Regions from separate parts of the Sus scrofa genome. Here regions 2, 3 and 4 are each linked to region 1. Evidence: chromatin contacts called from public HiChIP or PLAC-seq data. All regions are on one chromosome and are shown on one strand. The core of a region is the stretch at or near the end of the contact, and the rest is flanking DNA. Distances in the headings are between cores, read along the strand shown. Region 1 overlaps GCNT1 (beta-1,3-galactosyl-O-glycosyl-glycoprotein beta-1,6-N-acetylglucosaminyltransferase). Region 2 overlaps PRUNE2 (protein prune homolog 2). Region 3 overlaps PRUNE2 (protein prune homolog 2). Region 4 overlaps PRUNE2 (protein prune homolog 2).

Region 1 (2,700 bases), core at 80-2,579:
GCCGTATATTAGATTCCAGATATAAGTGATATCATATGGCATTTGAATTTCTCTTTCTGACTTACTTCACTCAGCAGGAGAGTCTCTAGTTCCATCCATGTTTTTGCAAATAGCATTTTGTGCTTTTTTATGGTTGAGTAGTATTCCATTGTGTATATGTACCATATCTTCCTAATCCAGTCGTCTGTCGATGGACAATTGGGTTGTTTCCATGACTTGGCTATTGTGAATAGAGCTGCAATGAATATGCGGGTGCATGTGTCTCTTTCAAAGAAAGTTTTGTCCGGATATATGCCCAAGAGTGGGATTGCTGGGTCGTATGGTAGTTCTATGTATAGTCTTCTAAAGTACCTCCATACTGATCTTCATAGTGGTTGTACCAGCTTACATTCCCACCAGCAGTGCAGGAGGGTTCCCATTTCTCCACATGCCCTCCAGCATTTGTTATTTGTGGATTTATTGATGATGGCCATGCTGACTGGTATGAGGTGGTACCTCATGGTAGCTTTGATTTGCATTTCTCTAATAACCATTGATGTTGAGCATTGTTTCATGTGCTTGTTGGCCATCTGTACATCTTCCTTAGAAAAATGTCTATTCAGGTCTTTTGCCCATTTTTCCATTGGGTTGTTGGCTTTTTTGCTATTGAATTGTATGAGTTGCTTGTATATTCTAGAGATTAAGCCCTTGTCAATTGTATCCTTTGAAACTATTTTCTCCCATTCTGTAAGTTGTCTTTTTGTTTTCTTTATGGTTTCCTTTGCTGTGCAAAAGCTCGTCAGTTTGATTAGGTCCCATTTTTGCTTTTATTTCTGTTGCTTTGGGAGACTGACCTGAGAAAATATTGCTAATGTTGATGTCAGAGAATGGTTTGCCTATGTTCTCTTCCAGGAGTTTGATGGTGTCTTGTCTTATATTTGAGTCTTTAAGCCATTTTGAGTTTATTTTTGAGCATGGTGTGAGGGTGTGTTCTGGTTTCATTGCTTTGTATGCAGCTGTCCAGGTTTCCCAGCAATGCTTGCTGAAAAGACTGTCTTTTCCCTGTTTTATGTTCTTGCCTCCTTTGTTAAAGATTGACTATAGGTGTCTGGCTTTTTCTTATGAGAGATTACTTGCATCGTTTGGGGCATGTATGTGTCCCCTGTTTATCATCACTCTTCTGATTTCTTTACTGAAATCTTGCCTTCATTTCCACAGATGTGCTTAAAAATCGATTCATTGCTGTGGTTCATAACTGAGAAATAGACTTTGTGTCATAACATGAAAGGAGGTCTCTAGGGTTATGGAACATGAGTGGTAAACAGATACTACCTCTTACTCACCTTCCTCTTTTCTAAAAAACTGCTTTTGTTACACATCATAATCTTCCTTTTGCACTTCCTTTGCTTCAGGCTTTTACTCTGTCAGCATGCATAGAAACAAGGGGTGCTTTCTCTTTTCTAGTATCTACATCCTACCCATTTTTCAAGATTCAGGTAGGCTGTAATTGAGGAAGCCTTCTTAGGCCCTTTCTTTTCCTTTAGATGGATTTAGAGCTTTCTTCTCTGTAGTGCAGACTGGAGTGTATTTCATGGGTCCTACCAAGACTGTGGGCAGAAATGGGAGGTTTTAGTTCCTCTTTCAGGCCGTCAGCTGCCTGTGTCCCTGGCTGTTCCTCAGAGGAGCACTTGCAAAGAATGAATACTATTTCTAAACATGAATGAGATGCACAAGTTATTTAAATGACATTTTGTTCCTTAGTACTGTAAAAAGTGAAGAAAAAAAAAATTTGTAGAACTTTTTATGCCATTAATTCAAGCATAGAGAACCTTTTATTGGTTTTTCTTTTGTAGGTGATCACACAGATGAAGCCTAGTTTTAGTTGCATCTAATTTAAAGATAGGGACAGAAGTTCCTGTCGTGGCTCAGTGGAAAGGAATCTGACTAGCATCCATGAGGACACAGGTTTGATCCCTGGCCTTGCTCAGTGGGTTGGAGATCCGGTGTTGCCCTGAGGTGTGGTGTAGGTCGCAGACACAGCTTAGATCCAGTGTTGCTGTGGTGTAAGCCAGTGGCTACAGCTCTAATATGACCCCTAGCTTGGGACCCTCCATGTGCCATGGGTGTGGCCCTAAAAAGACAAAAAAAATAAAATATAAAATAAAATAAAAAATAAAATATAAAATAAAATTAAAATAGGGACAGGTCATTGAGACTTTCACTAATCATGTTTACTACGTATTTTAAGTTTTCATATAACTGTTTTTTGTTTGCTTTTGTTTTTTTGTCTTTTTAGGTCCACACACACGGCACACGGAGGTTCCCAGGCTAGGGATCTAATTAGAGCTGCGGCTGCCGGCCTACGCCAGAGCCACAGCAATGCCAGATCCAAGCTGTGTCTGTGACTCACACCACAGCTCACGGCAATGTCGGATCCTTAACCCACTGAGCAAGGCCAGGGATCGAATCTGCAACCTCATGGTTCCTAGTCAGATTCGTTTCTCTGTGCCACAACAGGAACTCCAAGTTTTTATGTAACTGTTTAATAGGCTTTGACATGGAATTTAAACAGTTCATAGAAATGTGAAAAGAAGGTAAAAATGGAAGGAAAGAAAATAATAACTGTTCTGCTTACCAAGGCTTGAGAATATTGATTTATATTAGTTATGTTTAAAACTGATTAGCTATCATGATAGGTCTTAATTTTATCACTACCTTTAA
Region 2 (2,700 bases), core at 198-2,697, 180 kb after region 1:
TGGTCAATAAAGCCTAGGATGAAAACAAAATTCTATGTCCCTAGTGATAACTGTGCTTCATTTATTCAACAAATAGGTATTGAGTGTCTACTCTGTGCTAAGGATATAGGAGGACAAACAGACCAGCCTCATGCTTATGGTGAAGATGGGATGATGGAGTTAAAAATAATGACTGTCACCAGCCACTAAGGGTGCTGGCCTTAGCTCCAAAATAAATATGAAGGGTTTAAAAATGGATAAATAGTATCTGTCTTAAAATCACGTAGGTTTTTCAAATGTTTGCACGTTATGGACAACATCATGGAATAACTGAAAGAGTCCTTGATACAAGGTTATAGTTCTACTACAAGCAGATTAATCCTGAGAAAATTAGCTGTCTGCGATTTTAAATGAAGGCACTAACTACCCAACATCACAGCAACTGTGGAGAATTAAAAAGAATAAATAAAATACATATGAAAATATGCTAGAGATTATAAAGCATTGACTAAGTTTAAGGTATTGCATTCCTTCATTTAAAAGATAAGGGCGGGATTAGTGATTTAACAGAAGTATGTGTCATGATTAGACAAAATATAATTACGGTTGCTACCACTGTATGAGCCCAGGTAAGGGAAAATTTCAGTGCTACACAAACCTCCATAGAGCCTGCAAGTGCCCCTGGACTCACTGGTTAGTGAAGAGAGCTTCTGTCTCCCTCTCAATGCCCCTTTGCGACACAGAGTGGAGATCCTGTAAAGAAAGTTCTAGAAAGCCAGAGGTGGTATGGGCAAAGGAAAGGAAAAGCTGAAGCTGTGATCAAGTGGTACACAGAGGAGAGGGTCACAAACACAGGCATGTTACAAAAGGACATGGGGACTTTTTTAGGAAACCTCAGGGTCAGAAAAGGAACCCTGAACCAGAACAGCCCAGAGGCAAACCACAGAGAAACCTAAGTTGTGTGCATTGTAAATACTTAACTGCATTCATACAGGAGGACTATAAATATTTGTAGAAACGAAGGGGCCAAAAAGAGTAGCTGGTAAAGAAAGCAGGATGGAATTTTACCATCAGTAATAGAAGCCTCTTGGGATCTTTTAGGAGACAAATCATTCCATCATGAAAGTATGCAGTTTACCTTACCCACCCATAGCCACTACTTAATTTGGAGTTTTCTGTATACAGATTGGAACTACAAAAAGGCTGAAGGAGTTGTAAACACAAGTCTGACTCTACAATGGCTGACCTGCTCAACAGGTGCATGGCTCCACCTCTCCATCTAGAGGACGGATCCAGAACTGTTTGTTTGCTGAATGGTTGTACAATCAGTATCATTCTTCACCAAATATTTCCGGCTTTCGCCTTTTGGGCACATGGTAAAATTATACTTTCCTCTCCTCCTCTGAAATTAGGGAGGTTGTCAGGCTTACTCTGATGAATGAAATGAGAGCAGAAGTGGCAGGTGTCCTTTGGTGCCTGTAGAGGAGCTCCACTCAGTGGCTGTGAGGAGCAGAGCCTCTACTAAATAAAGCTTGTCGGATACGTGAGCAAAAAGAAATTTTTGTGTTTTGCCCTGAGATATTGGGTTTCTCTGTTACCACACACTAATCCAGCCCATTCTGACTGGCAGAGCTGACTTTATTATTTGTTTTGAAGGGAACATCTGACTCACACCATGCCCTGATTTGAGTAACCCCATTTCCCACAGTCTCAACCCAGGCTTTGACATCTTTTTGTCTTGGTTGTTAAAGCACAAAATAACATTTTAAACATGATGATAAAGCTCAGAAGAGCACCAAATGCTTTCCATACCACCTTTATGGGCTTTTCATAGCTACTTAGCACTTATCAATTTACTTAATGACTTATTTAGTTAAATAAGTTCATTTTGAAGGGAAGGTTTGTATCACTGTACATATAGAAACTTAAGAGTCACTCACCTAAAAGAGTCACATAAATTAAATGTAATCACAATAAAACAATGCTATTAAATTCAAGGTAGAACCTCTGGGCTCATAGTCTAAAGATGATGAAACGTAGCTTGCAGAGTTTGGGCTGGACACAGGTCTTAAGGCCCCACAGGAAGTGACCTCCAGGTGCTAGAAGAAAGGCCTAGACCTGAAAATTCTAAATAAGGCTATGGCCCTTAAAGAACTGCCCTCCTAATGGAAAGGAGGTGAGAACAAACTTTATCCTCTGGCCTTGGAAAGCCCAGTTTGCCTGGAATCTTGGGTGGAAAATAAAAAGCAACCCATGAGAACTAGCGACATTACTTACATACCAAGAATGTCTCAATGAATAGTACCTGAATGATATAGGAAACACAAGTCAAGAAATTAAAATTAAAATTCACCTAGGACCATTGAAGGCCTAGAGTCCTAGGGTTTCAGAAGAACCAAATGTGAAACCTCTTGGTAGTGCTAGGATTTTACAATCTAGGATTCAATAGAAATCCACTTAGGACAAAGAAAAAAAAAAACAAAAAAACCTCTCAAAGATGAGCTCACACCAAAATCTCAGCCTTCACCTCCCAAACCACAAACTCTACTAGGAAAAAAACACTATGAGGGATTGCCAGCAGATGCCATAAACAGAAGAACTAGCAAGAAAAGTCTTTTTAAAATAGGAACAATATGAAAAAGATCACAATAATTAGAGAATAACGTTTAAACCTTCATGGTGTTAAAGCACTGAGATTTGTTCCTCATAGGAGGTAAGTGT
Region 3 (2,700 bases), core at 38-2,537, 160 kb after region 1:
ACAATGAATGCATATTTTTATAATTAAAGTAGTATTAATTCTACTGCAATATCAAGCATACCTTATAAAAGGTCGTGTAACTGCAAGGATTGTTCTGATGAACCAAGATGGATGAACAATGATGAATGATTTTAAATTCTTCCGCAACCTATTTTGAAAAGAGAAAAAACAATTACATATATAATAATAGGGAGTTCTATATAAATTACTGTTATCTGGTATGAAGGTATAGAATGCCATGATTAATAAAAAGAATGCCTTTTAAGATATAATTTGAAATTTGCATGATTCAAATCTTACTTCTCCATAGAATAAATATAAAATAGAATACTACATTCTTAGAGTGCATAAATCTATAACTGACCTGGAATATTTTTGTTTAATGATGCTTTTCATTTTTGTCACCATTATCTTTATCAGTCTGAAATGAATACGCTCTTTACTAGCAACTCAGCCAATTCACCTGAGCCTTGGTTTCTTCTGTATAATGAAAATAGTAACAGTCTATTATGTGGTTATATGACCTACAGATTATCATTTTAATGTTTTTGATATTCAGACATATTTCTCAGCATTAGCAATGCTACTTGTGTACATTTGGATGGTGAAATAGATTTTAGTTACTATAACAGGACACTCACATCTGAGGGGAAGCCACACATATGGTAGACATCATAAACCTCTATGCTTATTATGGCCATTCTCCTATAGATGGCGACCACGTGTTTTGTTCTAATAAAACCAGCATGGACAGAAGTGATGTAGCTTGAGGAAAGAGTACAGAAAGGTCCCCCCATGGGCCAGAATTAACAGTGAATGTTGAAATAAGAGAACAAGGGTTGCCTAAGTCACAATCGTCCTAGTGCATAAAAACATCAGCAAGGTCACGTGATATCAATAACGACTCCCAGATACTTTGGTTTTTCAGCTCAAATTGCACCTCCATGTGGCAAAAGGATGGGCATACTTTAAAATACTTGGTCACCAAGTATTTTACAACATTTAACAAAAAGATTTCAGCATTGAACAAAATAAAGCAAGAGTTGCCTTATTTCAGATTTGGGGCATCAAGTAACACTTTGATTAATACTTTTATAATTTATTACCCCAATTCTTCATTAATTCAGTGTTCCTAAATTGTGACTGCAATTTTGGTAAATTAAAACCTAACTGGAGATGGACGTTGTGGAGGAGGTCAAAATAGTGATTAAATAATGGCGTCTACATACCGTCTGTCAATCATCTGGTAGCATTTCTTCATCCAGCCCAGCCCTGGCATTTTCCGTCTTGGGGTTGCACCATTCAAGTACACAATCATATAGTCTTCAGCTACCATCAGCTCTAAAGTACTTATTACATATCTGATCACAGGAAGGAAGAGGAGTGTTGTCAGTTCCCACATGAAAGAGTTCATCTTATTTTCCCATAATTATATAACACTTAAATTACAGGGTGCATGACATTTAAGAATGGTTGCACATATTACCTCTTCACCTTGAGAAGACTGCAGTTACCTAAGATCATTTCTCTGAGAGTATTATTCATTTATTTGTTATCTGTCTCTCTCTCTCTCCCCTCTCTCTCTTTTAATGCTAGTACACCTGAAAAATGTGTGGGTTAGAAACCTGACTTTCAAAAATGTCAACAATGTTACTATATACTAGGCTCAGGGCAGATTAAGTGACGGCAGATATAAATGAAGTCAGGTTATCATCAGTTGACTGAGAACATGTTATCAGGGAATAAAAATGACACCTCAGCCAAAGGAAATGTTACAGAATGTTAAAATACAGGCCAAACTGTGCATTTTGTTTTCAATTTATTCTGACAAAACAGCTCCTCTAAAGCTTTTAGTCTCTTGAGCAATTTTCCTCGACACAGATTTCATCGACTTTTAATCAAAGGCATAGAATATTCTACATCACTGATTTCCTTTTATTAAAGATGCTCTATCTGCCATGACATGCCCACAGACTGCAGCTCAAAGCACTTTGTCGTAAGTATCACTCACAAGAAAAGATTTTCCATGACATAGTGGTAATCCGCCCGACTGCTGTCTGGCAGAAAACAGGCAGCAAACACAATGATGGCATTTAGGCCGTCCCCATAGTATCCTGGGGGACAAACAAAAAGACATTTGTAACCAAGTGAAAGCTCTTAACAACACAAAATATTTAACCTAAAGGATAAATCTGGAAGCCTTGGAAAGTGTATGTGGATGTAATAGGTCTATCTTTAAATGGGTACTATATAGATTATTCTCCTGTAAGTATTTACACATATCCTTCGGTGGTTCAGATATAAATTAAGTAGATTCTTAAACATATAGTGTGAATGTATTTGCAAATATTGAGTATTCATGTATTATGGATGATTATATATGTTGTACATAGTCATAAATTGGTGTTTAAATATTCAACTTATCAAAGGATGGGGGCAACATTTTTTACTTAAGAGCTTCTTATTTATATAATAAAAAAAGTGAATTTATATAATATTCCCTCCTTTCATAGCCAAGAAAGAGATTCTGTTTGATCCTCTTTAGTTCCTCCTAGTTTTAGAGCTTGGTTAATTTGAGGGGAAAAATTTAGCCACCGACCTGCAATGTAACCTGAGACTCACACACTCCAGTGACCAGATACTAGTGAGTAGGTAAGGAAAACACCTTTAGTTTGATTCTGAGGCCTGGTGCACTTTCCC
Region 4 (2,700 bases), core at 12-2,511, 210 kb after region 1:
TGCAATCCTTAGCTGGTGGTCTACAGCTGGAAGATGACCAGGCTGCTGGCAAAAGCCTCTGTGAAGACTGATTCTAGGGAGTGAGAACACAGTGCTGAAGCAGACTGTTTACTCTCCCAGCACTCATACCAAGTTCTGTGAATAAGACTCACTAGGTAACAAGGCTTCTTTCTGATGCTCCTTCCGATGTTGAAAACACAGCTTACTGCCCTCAACACAGTGTGGGCATTGCGGGGGTGGGGGGGGCCTAGGTGATGTGACAGCAAGAAGTCAATGCAACTCATCTTGCATATACTATCAGCTTATTTTGAGAAGCAGGTTTTAATTTTCTTTTTTTCAAGGCAGTCTGGATTTTGGTCCTATGGTCAGATTATGCATCAGAAGATGACTCCAGGTTTTGGTTGGGAAACTATGGCTATCTTATCACCTTGCTTCTGTGATTACCTTCCTGTCTCCAGGATTTCCTTTATGTTACTCTCTCCAGTTAACTTGGCTGGCCTCTTATCTCCTTCTTTGTCTTTCCAGACTATGACTTTCCTTTCATGCCTATCTCGAATTGCATCTCTCAGGACCTCGGTATGACTTTTGAGAGGCTTAGACACACTTTTGCCTTCATGGGCTCTTTGCTTCACTTTAAAAAAAACCAAAACAAACCAAAACCCTAAAAATTTGTTTCATATCCACATTGATAGAAGGAAATATAATTCACACCAGAATATAATCCACACAGTAATATAATCATTTTTTTCTTTTGATTTTTAAAAGAAATTCAAAGCCTCTCAGGAGTCTCTTAAAGTGTCCTGGGCCCTGGGCACTCCTGGGTAATAAGCTCTTCCTGGTTCTTTCTCCATACAAGTGTCCTACATAGATGCCTTTCTGTTAACTTACTAGCATTAACACACATTCCAGACAGAGAGAGGCTTAAATTCAAACTCCCCAGCTTCTTCAATTTCTTTTTTTTTTTTTTTTTTTTTTGGTCTTTTTCCAGAGCTGCACCCACAGCATATGGAGGTTCCCAGGCTAAGGGTCTAATGGGAGCTGTTGCTACCGGCCTAGGCCAGAGCCATAGCAACGCCAGATCCGAGCCACATCTGCAACCTACATCACAGCTCACGGCAATGCCAGATCCTTAATCCACTCAGCAAGGCCAGGGATTGAATCCGCAACCTCATGGTTCCTAGATGGATTTGTTAATCACTGAGCCACAACAGGAACTCCTTTCACTTTCTAACTATAAACTAGATCAAGTGATTCACACTTTCTGAACATCAGTTTCCTCCCTTGTGTAATTCTTACCTCATACAGTTGGCATGGTAACATGAGCTCCTGTGTATACAGTTCAGTACCTGGTCCAGGGCAAATCCCTATAACTGGTAGCTATTTACTTATTTTTGGATTTTTAGGGCTGCACCTGCAGCATATGGAAGTTCCCAGGCTAGGGGTCCAATCAGAGCTATAGCTGCTGGCCACGGCCACAGCCATGCAGGATCTGAGCCGAGTTTGCAACCTATACCAGAGCTCACAGCAACGCTGGATCCCCGACCCACTGAAAGAGGCCAGGGATTGAACCCACATCCTCATGGTTACTAGTTGGATTCATTTCTGGTGAGCCACAACAGGAAATCCATAACTGGTAGCTATTTAAATGACATTGGTCATCAACTATTTTGATTTAAATTTCACACTATTATCTACCTTTTCACTATGTTTAAATCCTTTATTAAACTATAAACTCCTAGAGGGATGGGGGTAAGTTTTAAACCAGTGGGTCTCAAACTTTGCTGTGCCTCAGAATCCCCTAGAGGAGGAATATGACAGCTGGACCACACCCCAGGTTCTTGATCAGGAGGTATGAGGTGGGACAGGCAATGTACCTTTCTAGCAAATATCCAGGTGTTGATGAGGCCTGTTGGTTTTTGGGCCCCACCTAGAAAACTACTGTTTTAGATAGTAGTTAGATCCTCCCAAGATCCATCAGGAAGAAATCTTTCAGACATATTCAGAGTAAATTATTTATGCAAAGGTAATATAAATGCCAGGGGAAAATCTGTCCCCTCCCCAGCAGTGAGAAAATTTTCATTACTGCGGGAGCTGAGCAGAAAGGGATGAGCAAAGCAATCTCATTAAAAGCAAAGAGGCTAGTGGCACAATTGAACACAATCATCTGTTGGATTTCAGAGCCGTGTGCAAAATGCAGACAAGGAGCCAAATAATAGCTCAGCCAACTTGAGGCTGCCTGAATTCTGAGCTCAATCTATAACAATGCCAGCAGGGCTGCTGCGATCCATCTGCTACTCTCTTTCCGATAACGGATCTGAGGTCTCTCTGGAAGGAAATAGCTTGACAGGAAGAAAGAAAGATTAGACCAACTGAAAATGTCTGGATTTATGAAGCTGCACTCGAAGATGGTGTAGCTTTTAACTCTTTATGGCACTTTGCTAACCTTCATTATACTCCTGCTGTTCTTTCCGATTTCTGTTCCTTTCATGAAGAAATGTAATTTGTGAATGCCAAAGCTCTTCCGGGAACTTTCTATTTACAAATTAAGGTCAAGGGATTTAATACTGAAGGAAAGATTGAGATCCTCCAGCCCAACCCACTCATTTTATGGATGAGGAGACTTAAGCCAAGGCTTAATCCTAAAATATAAAACGGCAGTGGCAGAGCCAGGCTGGACTCAGCTGCTTTAATTTGCAGTGG

What was found. HiChIP or PLAC-seq counts read pairs in DNA pulled down with a chosen protein or histone mark.
Region 2: a contact with region 1 is called in an H3K27ac HiChIP or PLAC-seq map of alveolar macrophages. The contact joins two enhancer-like sites. A contact is called at or near these places in 2 of 2 datasets of contacts at active chromatin or transcription factors (alveolar macrophages and skeletal muscle).
Region 3: a contact with region 1 is called in an H3K27ac HiChIP or PLAC-seq map of alveolar macrophages. The contact joins two enhancer-like sites. A contact is called at or near these places in 2 of 2 datasets of contacts at active chromatin or transcription factors (alveolar macrophages and skeletal muscle).
Region 4: an H3K27ac HiChIP or PLAC-seq map of alveolar macrophages shows a contact between it and region 1. The contact joins two enhancer-like sites.

The regions. Positions count from the first base shown.
Region 1 is chr1:229,448,177-229,450,876 of Sscrofa11.1, forward strand. The region is part of intron 2 of GCNT1 (beta-1,3-galactosyl-O-glycosyl-glycoprotein beta-1,6-N-acetylglucosaminyltransferase); the gene reads left to right. Among named protein-coding and RNA genes, the nearest start is that of GCNT1, 20 kb to the left of the region's middle. Within about 2 kb of position 1,330, at least 15 of the 83 cell types and tissues checked have an H3K27ac peak or open chromatin away from gene starts, as enhancers often do. A contact at or near this core is called in alveolar macrophages, where this site is marked.
Region 2 is chr1:229,625,029-229,627,728 of Sscrofa11.1, forward strand. The region is part of intron 15 of PRUNE2 (protein prune homolog 2); the gene reads right to left. Among named protein-coding and RNA genes, the nearest start is that of GCNT1, 200 kb to the left of the region's middle. Within about 2 kb of position 1,448, at least 10 of the 83 cell types and tissues checked have an H3K27ac peak or open chromatin away from gene starts, as enhancers often do. A contact at or near this core is called in alveolar macrophages, where this site is marked.
Region 3 is chr1:229,603,909-229,606,608 of Sscrofa11.1, forward strand. PRUNE2 (protein prune homolog 2) reads right to left here. Exons shown (of 27, transcript XM_021065057.1): 20 at 2,012-2,114; 21 at 1,230-1,361; 22 at 62-148. Among named protein-coding and RNA genes, the nearest start is that of GCNT1, 180 kb to the left of the region's middle. Within about 2 kb of position 1,288, at least 9 of the 83 cell types and tissues checked have an H3K27ac peak or open chromatin away from gene starts, as enhancers often do. A contact at or near this core is called in alveolar macrophages, where this site is marked.
Region 4 is chr1:229,653,425-229,656,124 of Sscrofa11.1, forward strand. All of the region lies in intron 15 of PRUNE2 (protein prune homolog 2), which reads right to left. Among named protein-coding and RNA genes, the nearest start is that of PRUNE2, 190 kb to the right of the region's middle. Within about 2 kb of position 1,262, at least 9 of the 83 cell types and tissues checked have an H3K27ac peak or open chromatin away from gene starts, as enhancers often do. A contact at or near this core is called in alveolar macrophages, where this site is marked.